Regions from separate parts of the Sus scrofa genome. Here region 1 is linked to region 2. Evidence: chromatin contacts called from public Hi-C data. All regions are on one chromosome and are shown on one strand. The core of a region is the stretch at or near the end of the contact, and the rest is flanking DNA. Distances in the headings are between cores, read along the strand shown. Region 1 has its middle 230 kb from the start of PREX1. Region 2 has its middle 320 kb from the start of SULF2.

Evidence for each region. Hi-C and Micro-C count contacts between places; a contact is called where the count stands out from the background.
Region 1: a Hi-C map of embryonic fibroblasts shows a contact between it and region 2, with 3 times the contacts expected there. The contact joins two enhancer-like sites. A contact is called at or near these places in 3 of 47 Hi-C or Micro-C datasets (embryonic fibroblasts and mesenchymal stem cells).

What each region holds. Positions count from the first base shown.
Region 1 is chr17:50,320,970-50,323,669 of Sscrofa11.1, forward strand. No RefSeq gene overlaps it. Among named protein-coding and RNA genes, the nearest start is that of PREX1, 230 kb to the right of the region's middle. Within about 2 kb of position 1,307, at least 6 of the 83 cell types and tissues checked have an H3K27ac peak or open chromatin away from gene starts, as enhancers often do. A contact at or near this core is called in embryonic fibroblasts, where this site is marked.
Region 2 is chr17:50,124,059-50,126,758 of Sscrofa11.1, forward strand. No RefSeq gene overlaps it. Among named protein-coding and RNA genes, the nearest start is that of SULF2, 320 kb to the left of the region's middle. Within about 2 kb of position 1,338, at least 2 of the 83 cell types and tissues checked have an H3K27ac peak or open chromatin away from gene starts, as enhancers often do. A contact at or near this core is called in embryonic fibroblasts, where this site is marked.

The DNA.
Region 1 (2,700 bases), core at 57-2,556, 200 kb after region 2:
GGATTCGTTAACCATTGAGCCATGATGGGAACTCCAAAAAACCTCTGCCTTCTACAGAGACTACAACACTCTAAAGCGAGTGGCAATCTCCATGGTTCATCATGGACAAGTGGCTGCACAGACAAATGTTATAATCAATGTGAGATGGTGGCACACAGTAGGTCTCCATATTTGTTATTCACCTTCCACCTCCCAGGTGGACTTACACATGAGTTTGCCAATTAGAAGAAAAGAAGGGGAGCTGCAAGCTATTTTCTCAAATCAACACTCTAAGGTCAACAACTGGAATTTCACATCCCCCTGCTTGCTAAACTCACACACCTTCCCACACCAGCTTTTTATCACAGTCTTGGGCCACCCAAATTATTCCAAAATAGACATCCTAAATTTCAAGAAGACAAGCAAAGCTAGTGTTAATGAAATGTTTAATGTCTGTTATAGCTTATATGTTAGTTTTACATCAAATTTATGGGCCTAGAGAGGTACATTTATAATGTTTGATGTGTACATTTTTATTACATTGGAGGACACACATATAATCAACATGGACTCCTGATTTATGACCATCTTTATAAAATTTAGAGCATAATTTCATTACTTCTAAATATTTACAGAGGTTCAAAGTTGTAGATTTGCTTTTACAGCATATTGTGACATAACATGGTTCTGTCTGTGATGTGTTTGATGCTAAGCCCTTGGTCAGGAAACAACCCCCCAAAAGAACCTTGGGCCCTTGGGGGTGTGTGAATAGCCTTCTGATGACCTTGGAAGGAGGCAGTGTCCAAGGGCAGGGCTGGAGAGGATGGAGGACATTTAGGTGGAAATAACCCCCCCAGTGAGTGGGCCAGCAGGGCTGTCATGGGGCTCAGAGAAGACCCCTCTTCTGGTGGGCTGGGAACTGCAGAAGGGACTTCAGGGAAGAGGCAGGGCTGGGCAGGGCCCTGAAGGGCAAGTGAAGCCTCAGGAGACAGAGGAGCTGGGGTGGAGCTTCCCAAGGGAGCCCCGTGACAGTTGCCATCCTGGAAGTTTCCTTTCTAAGATGCTGTGGTTCATGCCCTGAACTCTAAGAAACCCAGGTTTCACTCTGTTACTTCTTCCGTAAATATTCCCCAGACCTCTTGGAATAGAGAAATGAAAGGACAGAGCATAAATCCACACAGGGGTGGTGATGCTCTTTGCCCAGAGGAGGGAGAGTCTGAACGAATCCCCTATTCTGGGTGTGTAGGATTCATTGGGGCTTGTGAGTGGGCACTGGCTACAAAATGGGATTGGTATGCAACCTCCTGCAAGGGACCTGGGTGATGTCATCAGACAGAAAGGAATCCTCCCAATGGTTTCCACCATGAGGAAAAGAGACTAGAGGATGTGTGTGGTGTGTTTGTGTTTGAGAGAGAGAGAGAGAATGAATCAGCAGTAGGTTCAACTGCAAGTGACAGTAAATCTATTTTAAAAGTGCCTTAGGCAAAACACAAGATTATTTCCCTCTCTGGTAGGCAAAGTCCAGAAGTGGGCAGCCAGGGCTAACAGGATGACTTCACTCTGATCAATGATTCAGGCTCCTTTTATATTATTATTCTGTCAACTACAACACATGGCTTCTACCTCATGATCCAGCATGGCTGCTTGAGCTCCAGCCACCACACTCATATTCCAGTTATCAGTGAGGAGGAAGGTACAAAAACATGTGTTCCTCCTTTAAGACACTTTCTGAAAATTACACATAGTACTTACAATTCCATTAACAATGACTTAATTACACAACCACAACTAACTGCAAGAGAAGCTGAGAAATGTAGATATTATTTTGGGCAGCTACATGCCAGCTAAATTCTTCCTTTACTAAGGAAGAAAGGGAAAACAGCACTGGAGGAGCAGTCTCTTCCATACTGTGCTTGAGTGTTGAAGCCCCTAGGTGTATCCTGTGGATGTGTCCCTGCCTGTGTTTATAATAGTGTTCACAATCCATTACTAAGCACGCCCTCCACAAATGCTGCTGAATGAATGAATGAATGAATGGGCCATGAATGTCTTAGAAATGCGTATGTGTGTGTGAAAAGATGGGGTTAAGCATGAGTATGTATGTTCACACACAATTAGTGTATTCACTAATTCACTTATGTAGTCAACTAATATTTACTGAGCACCTACTATGTGCCTGGGACTGTGCTGCAACATGCGAATCAGCAATTTAACATGGCAGTCAAGTTGCTGCCCTCATGGAATTAGAGTCCAATGGAAGACATGGACAAACCCCAAATACACCGATAACCAAGATGATATTACAAAGACACTGGTGTGATGACGAAAATAAACAGTGATCCTTGAAGGATCAATGGGGAAATCAGGGGCATCCAATAATGACAGGAGGGTTGTGGCAGGTGTCCCTGAGGTGGTGACACCGAAGGAAACCCAGGAGCCCATACACCCCTAGACATCTCCCTCCAGCTCAGACCCCACCCGTGGCTCTGGGTGTTGAGCTCCAGATCCAACTCAACATCTCCCCTGAGGTCCATCCTGACCCAGAGCCACGTGGCTGAAGGGAAGCTCCTGCCTCTCTTGTCCAGAACTGCCCTCTCTGCCTCAGTCTTCCCCGGCTCAGTCTGTGGCCCCACTAGTCACTAAACAATGGAAGGAGCTCGTGTGGGAAGAGCCAGGGAAGCAGCGTCCCAGACAGAGGGAGCGGTCAGTGCAAAGGCCCTG
Region 2 (2,700 bases), core at 88-2,587:
CTCTTCCAAGGGTTCAGAGCAAACCATGTCGACTGGGACTGAGAGAGTGGCTGGTACTTTGAAGATTCAAAGATGGAGGCTCCGACCGGGAGTGCGGCACCAGCTGGCAGCAACTGCACACAGCGCCTCCCCCTCTGAGAAGGCACAGGGACTGCTCCTGGTGGAGGACAAAGGAAATGATTTTATTTATTTTATTTTTTCTTGGGCCGCTCCCACAGCATATGGAGGTTCCCAGGCTAGGGGTCGAATCGGAGCTGTAGCCACCAGCCTACGCCAGAGCCACTGCAACACCAGATCCAAGCCGCGTCTGCAACCTACACCACAGCTCACGGCAACACCGGATCCTTAACCCACTGAGCAAGGCCAGAGATCAAACTCACAACCTCATGGTTCCTAGTCGGATTCGTTAACCACTGAGCCATGATGGGAACTCCTAACAAGTGGCTGCACCAGCGGCATATGGAAGTTCTGAGCCAGGGGTCGGTCGAGCCACAGCCGCTGTAGAAGCAACAACGCCGGGTAGTTATGCTTCGAGCCACACGGGAAGTCCGAGATGATTTCTTGAAGTGTTCGTTTTGCTTGGCTTTCAATTATAGGTTAAGTAACCTGATTTTGTGATGGCAGGAAATCTTTGGGAAAGTAGAGGGAGGGAGTTCAGAACCTGAGAATAAAGCCAGAGTCTGTAACCCCAGGGTCTGACTTAAATCTATGTCTGGCCACCGTCATCTCTCCCCTGGTCTCTTAATTGGTCTTCTGGCATCCATTCCCCCAATTGGCAGCAGGGGGCCCTTAGATACATTGAGTTGGATCATATCACTCAAAATCCTCTGGTGACCCAACCTCCTGCACAGAATAAGAGCCAAAAAGTCTTCAGGATGGCTTTATAATTAGCAACCCCAACCCCACCCTCTAACCCCAACTCCTGCCACTCACGCTGCTCCAACCACCGGGGACTCCTTGCTGTTTCTCAAAACATTCCTGCCTCAGGGCCTTTGCACTTGCTGGTCCCGCTCTCTGGTTGGCTCTTCGTTATCCGTGTGACTCAGCTTCCTCACCTCGGTCTCTCAGAGCCCTCCCTGACCCCCTGTACAGGAGAGCCCGCGATGCTTCTCTTCCAAGTATGTATATAACACATACGCCTCCACTGTCTGGAAGTAAGTGAGGGCAACATACACCAAACAAAGTGGCCCTGGCCTCTGGGCTGGGGAGTGAGCGGCAAGTGAAAGGTTTTGTGTTCTTTCAGTGAAGAATAATTGCATGATTCATGTAACTAAGAATGTCGTGGGGAGTCAGGAGAATGCAAACTGCCCGGAATCAAGGATCTCTGGGTCAGAACGGGGAGCTCGGCAGACACGTCTCTTAGCCTGGGATGTGCTGGCAGAGGGGGCAGGATAGGGACCCCCCTCGGTGCAGTGACCACAGGCGACTTTGCTAAATGGGATGTGACAGCCCAGAGGCTCCAAGAAGTCTTGTTAGGTTTTATGATGTTTTCAACATTGGAATTTCTTGCCCATATTTTAAGAATTAGGCGACCTTGTGTAAAGATCTGGATCTTTGCCTTCTCTTGAAGGGACGCAGAGTCACAACCAGCTGAGAAGCCGTCAGGGCCTTTGAGCGGGGCGTGGACTCTGTTCACCGCAGTCCCCACCTCTCCCTACTGCCTCCTCAGCGCTGAGGCTAAGTAACGCGACCTCCATTGTCTCATTCGGGTTGTTACTTCTTGTAGAGTCTGGAGGGAGCTACAGCACGTCTGCGGCAAACACGTGTTTATAAATTAACTGTCAACTTTTTTTAACTGAGGGATTTTTGCCTCAAAGCTAACTCTGGCCTGCTCGAAAAGTTGGAAGCTGCGTCTCTCCTGTCCCCCTTGCCACATGGGGACAGGGGGGGCATTAGACTGGGCACATCCTCCCCCGTCCACCTCAGGCCCCGCAGTGCCCAGTTCTCTAATTCGCGTCACCTGTGTCCCCCACCAGCCCCTGAAGACACTGGGTTCACAACGTCTGGCTCCAGCTGAAGAGATCAGAGAAAGAATCACGCATGTGGTCACAGGAGGAAGAGAGGCTGCGGGGCTAGGCCTTGACCTGGACGGGCAGGGTCAGGGGCCATAAGCTCAGGCCACGGGTAGGGGCCAATACGTACCATCCTCCAGCCACCCGTGTCCACCCTCCAGGCTGGAATTCACATGGCAGCCCTCAGATGGCCCTCGTCAAATCCTCAAGTGTCCCTGGAATGCCCCGCGATGGCACTAGATCAGATGGTGAGCTGCCAGCTCATGACAACACCTGTTTAATCGCCACAGGAGGCTGAGTGCCACCAGACTGACTGCCCCAAATTGTCCCTAGCAGGGGGGCAAAAGAAAGTCCTGGGGGACAACAGCAGCAATCCGGGGCCTCATCTGGGCCCAGGGACGCCACCGTGTCCCGAGCAATTACATTTGAGTCCCCTCTTCGCCTTGGAACATGCTCACTGCTGTCCCTTGGCAACCACCGCCCTGCCTGCAGCTCAATCCAGAAAAATCCACTGGATTTCTGGGACCCGCTTCTCAGATGAGGTTTCCTCACAGTGGTTGGCAAAGGGGGAACCATCCTTGACCCATGGATATTACAAAGTAAAGTCAAATGTCACTGCTGGTTTTAGCCACAAAACGCCAAGGCTCAAATTTGGTTCCTAAACCCAGTAAGTAGACATTGAAGAGGC